Linked DNA regions of Mus musculus: all the other regions are linked to region 5. The links are chromatin contacts, called in public Hi-C and HiChIP or PLAC-seq maps. All regions are on one chromosome and are shown on one strand. Each heading gives the region's core, a stretch centred on a gene start, on an enhancer-like site or on the middle of the called end of the contact. The rest is flanking DNA. Distances are from core to core; before and after follow the strand shown. Region 1 overlaps Fbxl13 (F-box and leucine-rich repeat protein 13). Region 2 overlaps Fbxl13 (F-box and leucine-rich repeat protein 13). Region 3 overlaps Armc10 (armadillo repeat containing 10). Region 4 overlaps Fbxl13 (F-box and leucine-rich repeat protein 13). Region 5 holds the start of Fam185a (family with sequence similarity 185, member A).

Region 1 (3,101 bases), core at 27-2,526, 190 kb before region 5:
TGCTGGGATTAAAAACGTGTGCCACCACACCCTCCTGAAATTTCATTTCTTTACTTTTTTGAGACAAGGTTCCACTGTGTAGACCAGGTTGGCCTTGAACTCAAAGTGCCTGCCCCCTCCTTCCGAGTACTGGGATTAAAGGTCTGCCCCAACATGCTGCGGTTTTATTAATGCCAGTCTATGCATCCAGTTAGAGAACAACAACAACAACACCCCCCCCCCAAAAAAAACCTGTTTTTAACCTATTTAGGGCTGAAGAGATGGCTTAGTGATTAGCAGCTCTTGCTGAGCAACCAGGGTGAGGGTTTGTATCCCAGCACCTATATAAGAAGCTGAGTGTCTGCATACCGCTACCTCCAGCTCTGAGACAAGTGGAGATCTTGTCCTGGCTTACTCTGGTCCATGGGTGTCTTCCTGGCTGCTCTCTCATGGAAACCTCATGGTGAATCCTCCTGGTTCTTCCAGGTCTCTCTACACCTTTCTCTTGTCTCTCCCTCCCCTGCTTCCTCCCTCTGTCCCTCCTTTTCCCACACCCTCTCTTGACTCCCTCTCTCCTTGGTCTCCTTCTCCTCTTTTAGTACCCCCAACTATGATCCAAAACCCTGCCCTATTCTCTTCTCCTGCCCAGCTCTGTATTAGCCAATCAGAGGTGTTGGCAAACAGTTTTTACATAACATTAAGATAACTGTGCCAGGGGCTGGTGAAATGGCTCAGTGGGTGCTCTTCCGAAGGTTCGAAGTTCAAATCCCAGCAACCACATGGTGGCTCACAACCATCTGTAACATGATCTGACGCCCTCTTCTGGAGTGTCTGAAGACAGCTACAGTGTACTTACATATAATAAATAAATAAATCTTAAAAAAAAATTATCTGCTCATGTCCTGTCTTTCCATTATAATTTATACTTGTGATATATATGTATATATATGCAATATTAACCTTTTATCTAGAATATATTTGAATATTTCCTCCCATCACATTTAACATTATTTCTTTTGCCTCTAGAGTATTTCGATGTCAGAGAATTTAAAGTGTTAGGTAATGAAGTCTATCACTCTGGCCCTAATAGTTTCTCTGTGTCAGGTCATTCTTATGGTTTTCTGAGTGATAGTATACTGTTGACACATACATCACCGTGTTGGTTGTGAAAATCAAACCTTGATTCTCTGTGTTCCTAATCACTGAGTGATCTCTGCAGCCCTGGTAAATGTTTTTATGAGGAACTGCCATACTGCCCTCACTGTGACTGGACTGACTCACACCTTCCAGCAGTGTTCAAGAGTTCCCTTTTCTCCACGTTCCCAGCAGGAAATGGTGTATGTGTGCATATTGTTGACAGAAGGGTAAGACAGCAGCATCTCATTGTGGTTCTTATTTGTATTTTCCCGATGACTGCTGGCAACTGAGAACTTTTCATATAGTTTTATCCATCTGTATTCCTTCTCTTGAGATGTACTTATTCAGATCGTTTGTCCATTTAAAATCAGATTACTTGTTGTGTAGGGAGTATCCTTTTATAAATTACATTCCAGCCTTCTGTTAGGTGAGGCAAATATTTCTCTCATTCTGGAGATTGGTGCTTTACTGTTGATTGTTTTCTTTGCAATGCATTGCCCCCCTTTTTAAAATTATCTATGCGTGTGTATTTCTGTGTGAGTATATTCCACGAGTGATGGGTACACATGGAGGCCAGAGAGGGTGTCAGGTGTCATGCGTATGTGTGTGTCAGTATGTAAGTGCACACATCAGGCTGGAATTACAGTCCTCCTCGGGCACCTGCATGTTGACATACACACACACACACACCACACACACTGTCTTAGTCAGTGTTCTGTTGCTGTAAAGAGACACTATGACCGTGGTGACTCTTAATTTGAACTTGTTTATAGATTTTAGAGGTTTTATTCCATTATTGTTATGGCGGGAAGCATGCTCACATGCAGGGAGACATGTGCTAGCAAGGTAGCTGAGAGTTCTGCATCTGGGTCAACAGGCAGCAGGACAAAAGAGACACGGAGCCCAGCTTGAGCATTTGAAATCCCAAAGCCCACCTCAAGTGACACTCTTCCTCCAACCAGGTTACACCTACTCCAACAAGGACACGCCTATTAACAATGCTACTCTCTAATGACCAAGCATTCAAATAATGTGCCTCGAGGGGTCATTCCTATTCAAACCACCACATATGCATAAAAATAAAAGTTAAATTGTTAAGAAAAATACAAAGAAAAAAATGTCTAATGATGTATATGTATGAAAATATTATAATGAAAATCCTCAGTTTTAGGCTAACTTAAAAAGTCACTAAATCCCCACAGGATAATGTAAGGCTTCTAAATCTTAAAACAACACTAAGCATGATGTATTTTTAGAGATAGTCTCAGAATTTTCCCAATGAAGTAAATTATGAATTGGATGTTTGTTAAAATGGCAGGTAATAAGAGGGTAGATTTACATAATAGTGGAAAGTTGGGAATGAATTTTTGACACTAACATGTTAAACATCTGGGTTTGCTAATGTTATTCAATGAAATGAATGCGTTGCAAAGTTACTTTTTAAATCATTTATTAGCTGGGCACGGTGCCACATACTTTTGATCCTAGGAGTTGGAGATAGACAGATCTCTGAGTTTGAGGCCAGCCTCTTCTACATAGTGAGTTTGAGGCCAGCCTCTTCTACATGGTGAGTTTGAGGCCAGCCTATTTTACATGGTGAGTTTGAGGCCAGCCTCTTTTACATAGTGAGTTTGAGGCCAGCCTCTTCTACATAGTGAGTTTGAGGTCAGCCTCTTCTACATAGTGAGTATCCAGGTTAGCCTATCTCAAAAACAAAAATTAAACAAAACAAAAAGAGCCTTAAAGTCGTTAAAAATAGCATTTAACTTGATGACATCTCTGGCTAACTAGTTCTTGGGAACTTGAACAAAAAAAATATTGAGTTAAGTCTTAATTTTGGAATGTGTTAGTTTTAAAATGAATTCAAACTTATGCATGCAGACTGCCTAATATTTTGGAGGGAAAGCTGAGACTAATGATTTGAGAAATACAATTTGAACTTATCTGGGAAATATGCAGTTTTAGGTCTAGTTCCATCAACTCGT
Region 2 (2,700 bases), core at 172-2,671, 160 kb before region 5:
CCGTATCTTGCCGCTCTTGCATTCTTCCTGCCTCTCTTCTGCTGCATCCTCTGAGAGCGTGGTATAAATACACTGATTAGGGATAGGCCCTCCGCCATCACATATTCTCATCGTTTTGAAATCTCTGTGCTCACCAGTGTCCACTAGAAAGTATTCTCTCATTAAGGCCAAGAGTAGCTGTAAAAGTTCCGGCTTTTCTATACCTGCCCTTGTTCCTGAATAATGACATGGACACCTTGATAGTTATTAAAGGCTTCAAGCACTACAGCTGGGCAGATTCTGATCTATTCTAACCCGACTATGTTGCCCAGGCCTACTTCCTGAGCCACGAGGGGTTACATGCAGTCTTCCTCTCACTTTGGCTTCGCTGTCTTCTGGTAGACTCCCTGGTCTCCAAGAACCTCAGCCTGTTTCAAGGCACGGAAGTCCCGCCTTCTCTCCTGTCAGCTATAGGCTGATCAGCTCTTTATTGACCAATCAGAAGACGATGAAGAACAATGTTTTACAAAAAAAACAAAACAAAAACCGAGTCAGGAAATACTTCTTAATAAGGACAATAGCCAATGAAGGAGCTAGAGAAAGTAGCCAAAGAGCTGAAGGGGTCTGCAGCCCCATAGGAGAAACAACCATATGAACTAACCAGTACCCCCAGAGCTCCTTGGGACTAAAGCACCAATCAAAGAAAACACATGGTGGAACTTGTGGCTCTAGCTGTATATGTAGCAGAGGATGGCCTAGTCGGCCATCAATGAGAGGACAAGTCCTGTAAAGGTTCTATGCCTCAGTATAGGGGAATGCCAGGACCAGGAATGGGAGTGGGTGGGTTGGGGAGCACGGGGAGGGGGGAGGGGGTTTTCGGAGGGGAAACTAGGAAAGGGGATAACATTTGAAATGTAAATAAAGAAAATATCTAATTATACATATATGTAAATTAATATTATAGCAAGTCCTGGCTGCATCCAGGTCTCTGGGTGCAGATATTAGCATTTGAATACACAGTGCACAAAAACACCCCCTGCAAGTAGCATTTGTCGATGAGTGTAAATATAAATATTCAGAAGGCAGTTTGAGAAGTGTGGAGTGCTTCCTGAGTTTTTAGATCCTCCTCACTCAAGAACTATACTTCTTTGTATTGCTTAACCCGAAGCCAGCACAACATGCACACTTTTTAGGCAATAACAATGTGAACGAATAGGTATAGTTTTCTTCCTGAGCGAAAACCGAATTTAGAATAGTTTAGTCGTGATTGCTCTCTCCATTCTTAGGTTATTATCATCTAGTGTTTAGTCTCTTTAAAATTTGAGAGTGCAGGTGCTGAAGAGGCCAGCAGAGGGCAGTGGGTCCCCTGGAGTGGATGTTACCCGCAGTTGTAAGCCACCCAAATTGGGTCCTCAGGCTCAGCAAAGCATTCTTAACTGTTGAGCAGTCTCTCCTCTAATGCTTTAGTCACACTACTGTTTTACAAGGTTAGTGTGGGTAGCTATGTACTGGTTAGATTCTTTGCTCATCATGAACTATTTGTATCCTCCACCCCTTTGGGGATTTCAATATTCTTCGGAAAGTGTGTGTGTGTGTGTGCACTTTCTCTCTTACTCCTATTTAATTTTAGATTTTAGTCTTTTTTGACAGTATCTTTCTCAAGAATGCTGTCTTCCTTGTATTGATTACCTTAAACTTAAAACTTAGGAGTTTTATGATCACAGTCTGACCAGTGATGTTTTCATTTCTGTTTACGCTTACTGGATTTTCTCCTCGTGTTGGTTAGCCTTTAGTTTTATTTGGGCTTAATTTGTGGCAGTTCTGTAATGCTTGGCTCCAGTTTGTGTCTCTTTAGAGAAAATGATTTATTTCTGACCAATGTCCCAGGGGTTATTTTCAATTTGGAACCATGTTTCATGCTAATATATCAAATCCAGCTGCAAAGATCATAGATTTCAGGTGGATTCCATAAACAGTTAAAGCAGGCATGGCAGCTGGTCTTTGCTTACCAGTTCTTTGGGGGAGGGTTTATTTTTATTCCAACGGCATTATAATGTGTAGTATGTGCCTCTGTTGGATAAGTGTGGTGACTGTCTCCTGTGTCTGCATAGGCTTACAGAGCTCATTTGTCATGAAACCATCCCTATTGCCTTCCAGACACTTGTACCAGGAGTGCTTGTCAGTCTGGATTTATAAACTTTCTTTACTTAAAAAAAAATTCAAGTTATGTTTAAAATTTGTTTTAGTATTTATTGATGTTTTGTATCAAGAATATTTTTTCCCAATCTGCTACTTATCCAGAGATGGAAACCAGATGGGTTTATTGAGCTTTCCTAAGAATATCATAACTTTAGGAAAATGCAGTTCATCTTAGCAATTATTAAATGAGTTCTGTGTTTTAGCTACTATTTAGAGAAAGATCACTAGCTTTCTTCCAGAATACTTCCTTCATGCAGAAAACAAGCATGCTCATCTTTTTGCTATCTTTCTGTAGCTATCAGTTTGAACTATCACATGATCATATTTTCAAGTGGTTTATATAAAACTTTCTACAGAGTTTGCAGCTCAATAGTAATAAAATATTGTAAAGAACTATGAACAGAGACTACATTATAGAGTTCCACCTAGTACTTTGTTTAATTCACTGTAAGAATATAGTTTATGATGCAGCTTTAAAAAAATTCCCAGATTTATGTTTATAAGAGTCTGAGGAAGCCGGGC
Region 3 (2,976 bases), core at 292-2,791, 240 kb before region 5:
TGAAAATGTTTACAGGGGCCTAGAGAACTGGCTCGGTGCCAAGAGGCACTGGTATTGGGTTCAGTTCCCAGCACCCACATGGTGGCTCGCAACCACCTCCTACTCTAGTTGCCATGCCTTCTTTTGACCTGGTGCTCATACATACATGCGTGCAGGCAAAACACTCACACAAATAAAACAAATTGGAAAAAATTTTAAAAAATGTATGTATTGTAATTTTACTTAAGAAAAATGTGATGAAATTTAGTAAAATAATGTCAGTGGGGGAAGAAATTATGTACACCTTGCATTTTTCCTTTTTATTAAAAAATTATACAATTTATGCTCAGTACAAATCCAAACGGTAGAAACAGGAACACAAAGAAATCTATGTACCCTAGTCCCAGTCCCAGAAGTTTTCTGAATCGTTCTAGAAATGTTCTGTCCATGTATAAGTGTATTTATCATTACTGAGAGAAAAAAAAGACACGGGACCCTAATACATTGCTTCCCAGCATGCTTTCAAAGCAGCCATCTCATGGGTATGTTTCTCCATGTATCCATCTGGACTTATCAGGACACTCTTTTTTAAAGGGCTGTCTGCCTGTGGGTGGAAGCTTGGAGTGCTCTGCAGTATCTTACACAAGGGGGTAAGCAGTAAGAAAACGCTTTCCATGTAAATGGGAGTACAGTCCTACTGATCAGAAATGCTGCAGGCAGTGTCTCACGATGAGCTCAGACTTGCAAGCAGCATGGCAGGGTTGGTGGTGGACTCGAGCTTGCAGTATTCACTGGTTTGAGGCACAAGGTCCTTGCTGTGGCAGTAACAGACTTCAACTCAGCACTTAACGCTGTCTCATGAGCAACTGCAAATGCTCCCAGGAGTTAGGATTGTACAGAGACAGGCCACTCAGTTCGTGTCAGGAAACCATTAAATACCTCAGCAAGTATCTTCAGTACAGCCCCTCATATTCATTCACTAGCACTAGAATCCTTCAAATAGTCCTGAAGAGCATGGCCAGTCTGTCCACGATCATAACCAAACGTTTGCCCCGTAAATGATCCACATCCTCGGAAGGTTCCAGACTCTACTCAATCCCCAAACCCCAAATCTGAACTACTCCAAAATCTAAAATTTTGAACATCGTGTTGGATTAGAGCTGCTCACTCACTTTTATTGTTTAACTCCATCGGCTGAAAGACCCCTTTTAAAGGCAGGCAAACGCTCCCGTGTGCTGACTTAAGACTGCCTTACTGTTTGAGTCTTTGATAAAAATAGGAGCAACCGATCAGAATTTCGGCTTTATTGCTAAAGCTTTCTCTTTCACATCCACATCATGATGACAGGCTAAAGCTCTCATTTTCTGGGCACATTCTTCTCCGTATAACAGAAAAAACAATGACCCTTTAGCAAAAGGAATCTGATTAGCTAACCGGCCTTCCACTTTGAGGCAGTTGTTTATATTCTGAAACAGTGTAAGAGCCCGAAGAAGAATCTCATTTGCTACTTGGCCGTCATAAAGGGAAAGGAATGAAGAATCCACCTGAAAGAGGAAACAGCGTCACTGTCCTATTTTAAAACAGCATCCATTAGTTAACACTGTAAAAGTCTGACTCCAGGCAAGCGTAAGGGACATGTTTCATTTTTATTCCATGTTACAAGTGAAAATGACGTTTTGTTAGGGGAAAAACTAAGATTTCTTTGGAACTCCAGAGTGTAGCCATTTGGGAAACCAACCCCTTTAGGATCTATCCAGTTTTTGTAAGAACACATTAGTTCAATCAGCATTAGCTCTTACACACAGTTCTGGTAACAGGACGGAGCAGATGGCTCGATTTCTGCAGACGGCTCACACCGCCTGGCCTTCTTCAGAGCACAGGGACTGTTTCAATGGTTTGTTACATGTTTTCAACAGTCTTGCTAATTTGTTACATGGTTGCTTCTCCTAAGTTCCATGGGAACACTAAGAACTTGCTGGTGCTGGCTGAATGCTCAGGACCGAGCCCACACAGGGGACTCACTCAGTACAGTTGTTTCAGCAAATGCTGAGGTACACATGCACAAAAAAAACAAACTTTAAAATGCAGTGACAGAAAAATACTGCAAAGTGGCCAGAGATGGAAAGTCTGCTGGTGCCACAGAGAAGTTTTAAAAAACAAAATATGCTTAATACTCATCTTCAGAAATAATTCCTGTGAATGTTTTTGGGCATACCTTTGCAGATCTATTTGTCAAAATCTCTGTATGTGTGCACTAATGAACCGGGTAGGTAATCTACTTACTTGGACACTCAGTAGTCCTTCTGTCATGGCTGGATTCTCAGACAAATTCAAAAGCAGCTTCAAAACCTGGACCTGCCAACAGAACACTGGGTTTACTGGGTCAGTAAGCGTGACCTCCTCCCTAGGGTGCCATCCTCTTACCCCACTTCCCCGTGACTCCTGTCTGCACCTCGGGACCTAGCTCCGTCTCCTCCATGAAGTCTCTGCTCGGCACCACTGTCAGAGAGGCCGTCATTACCAGTGCCCATCTAAAACCTCACTTGTCTGGTTCAACCGTTGGGGAGACAACAAGAACTAAGCAAATGTCTTCTCTGTACTGTCAGCATGGTATATGTTAAGTCATCCTTTTCCCTGTTTGTATATGTGTGTATACATGCTTACATGTATGTGCATGGGGAGGCCAAAGTCTCCTTGCCTACTCGTCACTGAAGCACGGTCCTCAGTTGAACCCAGAATTCACCAATTCAGTCTGGCCACCTTGTTTTAGGGACCCCCATCTCACAACCCCTGTGCTGGGGTTACAGGCAGGCCACCTGCACCCCATTTCCAGGGTATTTGAACTCTTGATCTCATGTCTGCGTGACAAACGCTTCACACATAGAATCACCTTTCCCGCTATAAATCTGTTCATTATGAGTGTAGGAGAGGAGAATCTGGTCTCGGAAACAATAGAAACCGCTCATTGAATCTTTTTGAGTGTATATATGTATGTGC
Region 4 (3,085 bases), core at 447-2,946, 140 kb before region 5:
TCTACATGGCTACCAAGGATTGAACTCGGCACCTTATGCCTCCATGGCACTTTCGTGACTGAACTATGTTCCAACCCCTGTGTCTAATGGGATGGTATTGGAGTTCATTTCTAGATTCCCTAGTACAACCTCTTGAGTCAAACTTCCTTAAATTTCCTTCCCCTTCTTGATGGGCCCTTCCTATCTATGTGCTCCTGATCTAGGCATTCTTAACAAAATTAAATGAAGAGAACTGTATATGTTCCATTATTAACCTCATTTTACAGATGTGGAAATGGGGGCACAAAGAAGTTAGGTCATTTGCCAGAAGTAACATCATCACAATTTAAACATGCTAACCCAGCCCTTAATCTGTCTATGTTGGCCTTCTGTTTGATCTGCTATCTACCTGCCTAGAACCCCCATGTATAACATACACATATATAGGGCAGGAAGAGGCCACAGGTGCAGTCAGTCAGTCAAGGCCAGGGTCCTGTAGGGTGTCCCAGTCAGCAGAGCTGGCACCCCTTCAGTTCTAGAAAGCCTAGATCAGAACCTGCCTACTGGACCAGACTTGAGGATAGATGACAGAAAAACCATGTAAAACAAGTTGAAAGTGGGTTAGCCGCAAATCGACGGGTAGAAAAGATGTTTGTAAAAATACTCTGAAGCCCACTTTAAGCAATGGGTTTGTGGGCGCTAGAAAAAGACAACTTTGAAGTTGTCAGCAAACTCCTGAGTGGAAATAGCATCCACAAGTAGCAGGAAATGCAAACCTAAGAGTTTTCCTAGCATGACCTAGAAACAAACAGGAAACTTCATTGGTTGTAGTGGAGAGAAAAAAATTTTTTTCTTGCTTAAATTTGAATGAGTTATAAAGTTGATGCAAGCTATGTGCCCCCGATAGAGAATAGACAGACAAGTACATATCTCCTCACATCAAAATGACACTTTGTCAATGTCTTCATTTCTAGACCACATGCCATGTGGCATCCAGAGCTCACATTTACCATGAATCGAAATGTTTGGAGGTAGGGGAGGGAGAAGGCTTGAGATAGGATCTGGCTTTCAACTTGCTGTGACTTGAACAAGGAAGGCCTTGAACAACTAACTGATCCCCTGTGTCCACCTCTGAGTTGGCAATTGTGGACCTCATTCTTGACCACAGCTCTTATGAGCTCTGCTTCTCCGACAACCGAACCTTACTATGAGGAGGAAGTTGAGACATTTTCCTCACATCATTTTCCCATTTAGTAGGATTTTGGTTGTCAACAGCCTCAGAAATAATTTGAAGACTAGGTAGTAGTTAAAGAGACACACATAAGCTTGTTTATCAGAAAGTAAAATTTCTTAATTATTATTGAAATCAGCGGCAAGTTGACTTCAGAAGCAGCTGGAGCCAATTTTCCTATATAATTTTTCCTAGCTTTCAAAGTCAAATTAGTAAATTATCGTGGTAAATGTGAAGTTAAAATTGGTTTTAGAACTCATACTTCCATGTGTTCCTGGCAAATCCTGTCACCTCAATATGGCATAAATGTGCCTTTCAACCAATCCCACACTTACTCCCTTTGAAAGGCTGAGTTGTGTTGGCAAAGGGCCCATTGTTCCATGAATAAAGCTATTATTTTTTTTTTCTTGCTGTCAGATGTTTAAGGCAAAAATAGTGATCTTTGAGGTCTGTGTGGTTGAGTTGGCACCAGTGAGTCCCCTGCACACATCTGAGTCACTGCTAGTCCGTTGGGAAAGGCTGAGTTCCCTCATTGGAAGGGTCCATACTGCAAGTCCCCTGCTTGCATTCCCTGTGTGGTACCCTTGCATAGCGCTCAAGGGGAGGACCTGATATTGGGAGGACGCACACAGAAGGCACGAGTGAATGCTTGGTATAGTGGACATACCCAGTCTTGAAGGAAAAGATAGCATTACATGGTGGCCTGTGGCTTGAACTGTGAATTACTACTGCCCATGTGACCTCCTAGGGACAGCGTCTCTACAGTGAGCTTTATCATTTATGAAAGCACTGTTTAGGAATGGGAGCAGTTAACAGTGGCTTTTCTTCACTAATGTCACTGCTAGTCGCCGCGCCCCACCCCCACCCCATCCCCTTGATGGCACACTTTAGGTTTCCTGAAACTCTGTTTTCTGATACACACACACACACACACACACACACACACACATATAACATATATATATATACATATATGTATATATGTATATATATATATATATATATGTATATATATATATATATGTATGTATATATTCCATCAAAAACATTGGTACTCCATCAACAGGGGCCTACAGATGAACATTACTGACCACTTGTTTTTGTTTGTTTGTTTTTGTTTTTTTGAGGCAGGGTTTCTCTGTGTAGCTCTGGCTGTCCTGAAGCTCACTCTGTAGACCAGGCTGGCCTCGAACTCAGAAATCCGCCTACCTCTGCCTCCCAAGTGCTGGGATTAAATGCATGCACCACCACTGTTCGGCGACCATTTGTTATTTGAGTATTTGAGATTGGTTGCCATTTATGGAACAAAATAAAGAAATTAGAATAGATTAAGGTTGTCATATTTGAATTCTAGCCATGATTTTCAACTTCTGTGTATTTATTTGTTTTAAAGTTGCTCAAGTTACTGCTTTGAAGGTACAAAGGAAGGCAGCTCAATGCTGACACTAAAAACGAGTTTAGGCAGACTTTTCCTTATAGGAATTAACTTAAAATAGGAATTTATAATAAAACAAAATGAAAATAAATGATGAATAGTATTAGTGGACTTATCTAAACCACAGTGAGGCAGTTTTAGTTAATTGTGAAAAGTCTTAATAAGCCTTCATTATATAGTCCAGAACTAGAGGGTGTTAGAGGTTGTGCCGGAATTGGGGTTGGAGAGAGGGTAGTCACCAGATACAAGGATGAAGATGGACAGGAAAGCAAGGAAGCATAAGTATGGTTGACAACAACTGTACATCTCAAGTAGCTAGGAGAGAGAACGCTGACTTTTCCAACACAAACAATATCTGCCTAAGGTGAGGGATTGATCCATTCCTTTGATCTGGTCACTAAACATCATATTCATTGATTAGAATTAATCACACTGTATCT
Region 5 (2,943 bases), core at 45-2,544:
GAGCAACTGTGAGGGTTAATATAAAATAATTTTAGAAGAGGTAAACGGTGCTATTGCTATCATCAGCAACACCATCCTTCAGTTCCAGGAAGAATGAGAGCCCCAGAACCCTTTCTAGAAAAGTATGTGTGCTCAGCGGTTTGCATCTGGGAAATAAAATAACGGGACTCAGATGCCTAAGAAATACGTTTTGCAGGTACTATTATGAATTTCCCCAGACAGTCTTAACTATGTGTCTTGCTTCAAAGTTTGTATTCGCAGAGAATTTACTTATGCCTAAATGAATAGACATCTACCAACCTGGGTACCTGTTGGAAAGCAAGGTTTTTTGTTCGTTTGTTTTTGTTTTTGTTTTTCTAGATTAGCTGGAAGCATCTATACATAGAGCTGACGAGGGACCAGAGCCCCGAGATGTGGGCTACCAAACCACTGGATAGTTATCAAGAAACCTCAACCCTGAACGATGCTAATGACTGTGATGCTAATGGCTCCACAATGTAATTAGACTCAGATTATTCCAATACAAGCTTCCACTCGGCTTTAATTTTCCTCCTTAATTGGAAACCCAACGCTTAAACACTATTAGTTTTGTGACCCAAACCCTTTTTCACTTCACTTGCCAAATTTGACGGGCGCGTTCACCTCCACCGACGCCTGGGGGTCGATGTCGTCCGACAGAATGGCCATCTCCTGCCGATCAGCATCATACTTGACCTGCAGGCTGTCCAGGCCGCGCGCCACGTGCTCCACGCCGCACACCGCCACCTGCACGCGGTCGCCATCCGGGTGCGCAAGGGGATCCAGGGGCCTCACGGCCAGGTGGCAAGGGAGCCGCGCCCTCAGTCGCCCAAACGGGCTCACCTGCAGCGTCCACTCCCTCAGAGCCCCACGCGCCAGGCCGGCCCCAGAGTCATCGGGCGCTGATCCCTGCCGCTGCGCCCCACTGGAGCCGCAAGTCCGAGCCCCGAGAGCTCCGACCAAGGCGCCCGCCCGCACTCGGGACGCGCAAGGAGGGAGGCGGCCGAACATGCTCTCCCTTGGAACGCTTCAGCCTTGGCTCGCTGGTCCCGGGACCACAAGAACCACGAGCTGCCTCGGGTCAGTCACGAAGGGGACAGCATGCACGGCTCCGCCAAGGAAGAACGAGCCAGGCCCCCAGCACAGTACTTAACGCCTTAAATCCCGGTAGGAAAGTTAAAACTTCAAAGAGCCTAGTTGAAACCCTGACCTGGACAAGTCACCTATTTCCGCCCCTTTGGCGGAGGCCATCGGGATATGTAGTTTTAAAGGAGCCAAACATCAAGGTGTTCTGGTAACTGTGAAACTACATATCCCAGGAGACAGTGCGCTGAATACACAGACTGACAGCCGATTGGTAGAGGAGCCCCCGCTCCCCCCTCGTTGCTTTCCCGTTGCTTCAAGCCCATTGGCCAAGAGAGCAGAGAAAGAAAAAAAGTTAATGTAACTGACCAATAGGAAGAGTAGAAGGGACGGGATAAACTCAGCTGTGGTTACTTTGGATACCAAGGACGCGACTCTTAGGAGAGGGTGAAGTTTTGAAGTGAGACCCCAGGGACCAAAACACACGGAGAAAAATAAGAGTTTAAACAAGGATCAGGACCAAAAGAAAGGGTAAGAAACAGCATGTTTATAGATGGGAATCAGATTCAAAGTTAGGAATACTTTCTTTAGGTAGTTAGAACCAAAGGTCACCAAACTAATGTGGATTCCCTGGGAATAGAGAATCCCCCTCACAAGAGACCTTAGCATGAGAGGACAGACACGTTCTGTTGCTTTCTCCCTTCTCTGTCCTTTAAGGGAACTCCCACTTAGGTAAAAAATACTAGATAGAAAAAGTGTTAGAAGCCAGGTATGGTGGCGCACGCCTTTAGTCCCAGCACTCAGGAGACAGAGGCAGGTGGATTTCTGAGTTCGAGGCCAGCCTGGTCTACAGAGTGAGTTCCAGGACAGCCTGGGCTATACAGAGAAACCCTGTCTCGAAAAAGAAAAAAGAAAAAAAAGGAAAAGAAAAAGTGTTAGAATTCTGGCTCTTTCTTAACTGTAAGTAGTAATCTTAGGCCAGTCATTGGATGCCTTTGGGTTTTACTATTTGCTTATAAAATGATGACACTATCTTCCTTGTCTTGTGTAGAAGTTTTTTTTTTCGTTTTTACCACATTTATCAAATGAAACAATGGACAACAAAGCAGTGCACAGTATACAAAACAAAGTATTTTAGGAATGGCATATGTCTACGTTGCTAAGAGATTTGGAGACATTTGAACTTGGTTAGAGGACAGTCTTGATCTCTTTCCCTGCAACTGGTCCTTGGCCTTAATGGTAAAATAAAATCTCTCTCTCTCTCTCTCTCTCTCTCTCTCTCTCTCTCTCTCTCTCTGGATCATAAGACTTGTTAGGGGATGTCAGAATTTTTTCCTGGTCCTGTTGTATTATCTATGGCACAAGAAATGTTTCTTCAGTTTTGATATAAGACAGACTGTGCTAAATAACTCTATAAGTTAACTCTTTTTTTTATTATTCAGTAGGCAGTAAAGATAATGGGAAATGGGGGGTGTGGACATTATTTCAGCCATATTTGCCTATTCTTCTCCCCATTCTACAAATAATTCCCTAAATTCCTTACATACAGATTTAACTAATTGCAAGTCCAGTGTGATGGTGTTCACTTGTAAGTTTTCAGAGTTTGGGAAGCTGAAGCAGAAAGATCTCAAATCTGAGGCCCACCTGGACTATATACGGAGAACGTTGTGACAAATAAAATACACAATAAGTAAATAAAATGATACCTTTAAAGATCAAAACTCTCAGCCAAATATGGGACCCCAATTCTTTGAACCTGAAGTGACAGATGGATAGATAGACTAGGCTAAAGTCCTCCCCAGCGTCCATGTTGTTCTCTTAGTGAAGACTATGGTAGTGGTG

What was found. A called contact is a pair of places that touch in the nucleus more often than the background predicts. HiChIP or PLAC-seq counts read pairs in DNA pulled down with a chosen protein or histone mark.
Region 1: an H3K4me3 HiChIP or PLAC-seq map of bone marrow-derived macrophages shows a contact between it and region 5, with 6 times the contacts expected there. The contact joins the enhancer-like site here to the promoter of Fam185a in region 5. A contact is called at or near these places in 7 of 39 promoter capture datasets (the C10 cell line, cranial neural crest, embryonic stem cells and 4 more), 2 of 484 Hi-C or Micro-C datasets (bone marrow-derived macrophages and uterus), 7 of 115 datasets of contacts at active chromatin or transcription factors (bone marrow-derived macrophages, craniofacial prominence, embryonic basal ganglia and 4 more) and 3 of 9 other capture datasets (adipose tissue, liver and pancreatic islet).
Region 2: a Hi-C map of muscle stem cells shows a contact between it and region 5, with 4 times the contacts expected there. The contact joins the enhancer-like site here to the promoter of Fam185a in region 5. A contact is called at or near these places in 24 of 39 promoter capture datasets (the 3T3-L1 cell line, 3T3-L1-derived adipocytes, the C10 cell line and 14 more), 5 of 15 datasets of contacts at CTCF or cohesin (the NIH/3T3 cell line, embryonic stem cells, large pre-B cells and 2 more), 186 of 484 Hi-C or Micro-C datasets (the 3T3-L1 cell line, 3T3-L1-derived adipocytes, the 4T1 cell line and 106 more), 31 of 115 datasets of contacts at active chromatin or transcription factors (the 230-238 cell line, Th17 cells, astrocytes and 18 more) and 5 of 9 other capture datasets (adipose tissue, embryonic stem cells, liver and 2 more).
Region 3: an H3K4me3 HiChIP or PLAC-seq map of forebrain shows a contact between it and region 5, with 4 times the contacts expected there. The contact joins the enhancer-like site here to the promoter of Fam185a in region 5. A contact is called at or near these places in 5 of 39 promoter capture datasets (the C10 cell line, the HPC-7 cell line, cranial neural crest and 2 more), 2 of 484 Hi-C or Micro-C datasets (both in embryonic stem cells), 10 of 115 datasets of contacts at active chromatin or transcription factors (acute myeloid leukemia, bone marrow-derived macrophages, craniofacial prominence and 6 more) and 1 of 9 other capture datasets (adipose tissue).
Region 4: an H3K4me3 HiChIP or PLAC-seq map of bone marrow-derived macrophages shows a contact between it and region 5, with 4 times the contacts expected there. The contact joins the enhancer-like site here to the promoter of Fam185a in region 5. A contact is called at or near these places in 14 of 39 promoter capture datasets (the C10 cell line, HPC-7-derived erythroid cells, cranial neural crest and 9 more), 11 of 484 Hi-C or Micro-C datasets (the 63-12 cell line, the G1E-ER4 cell line, bone marrow-derived macrophages and 6 more), 8 of 115 datasets of contacts at active chromatin or transcription factors (acute myeloid leukemia, bone marrow-derived macrophages, embryonic limb bud and 4 more) and 2 of 9 other capture datasets (adipose tissue and liver).

Annotation. Positions count from the first base shown.
Region 1 is chr5:21,609,361-21,612,461 of GRCm38.p6, reverse strand. The region is part of intron 7 of Fbxl13 (F-box and leucine-rich repeat protein 13); the gene reads left to right. It also overlaps the pseudogene Gm8539. Among named protein-coding and RNA genes, the nearest start is that of Fbxl13, 35 kb to the left of the region's middle. Within about 2 kb of position 1,276, at least 5 of the 459 cell types and tissues checked have an H3K27ac peak or open chromatin away from gene starts, as enhancers often do. A contact at or near this core is called in bone marrow-derived macrophages, where this site is marked.
Region 2 is chr5:21,585,627-21,588,326 of GRCm38.p6, reverse strand. The region is part of intron 7 of Fbxl13 (F-box and leucine-rich repeat protein 13); the gene reads left to right. Among named protein-coding and RNA genes, the nearest start is that of Lrrc17, 43 kb to the right of the region's middle. Within about 2 kb of position 1,421, at least 40 of the 459 cell types and tissues checked have an H3K27ac peak or open chromatin away from gene starts, as enhancers often do. A contact at or near this core is called in the C2C12 cell line, the C3H10T1/2 cell line, the MNK3 cell line and 8 more, where this site is marked.
Region 3 is chr5:21,659,911-21,662,886 of GRCm38.p6, reverse strand. Armc10 (armadillo repeat containing 10) reads right to left here. Exons shown (of 6, transcript NM_026034.5): 5 at 2,263-2,334; 6 at 188-1,523. The coding sequence ends at 1,269. Among named protein-coding and RNA genes, the nearest start is that of Gm51277, 13 kb to the left of the region's middle. Within about 2 kb of position 1,541, at least 13 of the 459 cell types and tissues checked have an H3K27ac peak or open chromatin away from gene starts, as enhancers often do. A contact at or near this core is called in adipose tissue and forebrain, where this site is marked.
Region 4 is chr5:21,564,407-21,567,491 of GRCm38.p6, reverse strand. All of the region lies in intron 9 of Fbxl13 (F-box and leucine-rich repeat protein 13), which reads left to right. All of the region lies in intron 2 of Lrrc17 (leucine rich repeat containing 17), which reads right to left. Among named protein-coding and RNA genes, the nearest start is that of Lrrc17, 22 kb to the right of the region's middle. Within about 2 kb of position 1,696, at least 46 of the 459 cell types and tissues checked have an H3K27ac peak or open chromatin away from gene starts, as enhancers often do. A contact at or near this core is called in the 63-12 cell line, acute myeloid leukemia, adipose tissue and 1 more, where this site is marked.
Region 5 is chr5:21,423,254-21,426,196 of GRCm38.p6, reverse strand. Fam185a (family with sequence similarity 185, member A) reads right to left here and starts at 1,294. Exons shown (of 8, transcript NM_177869.4): 1 at 621-1,294. The coding sequence starts at 1,029. Ccdc146 (coiled-coil domain containing 146) reads left to right here and starts at 1,520. Exons shown (of 19, transcript NM_029195.1): 1 at 1,520-1,632.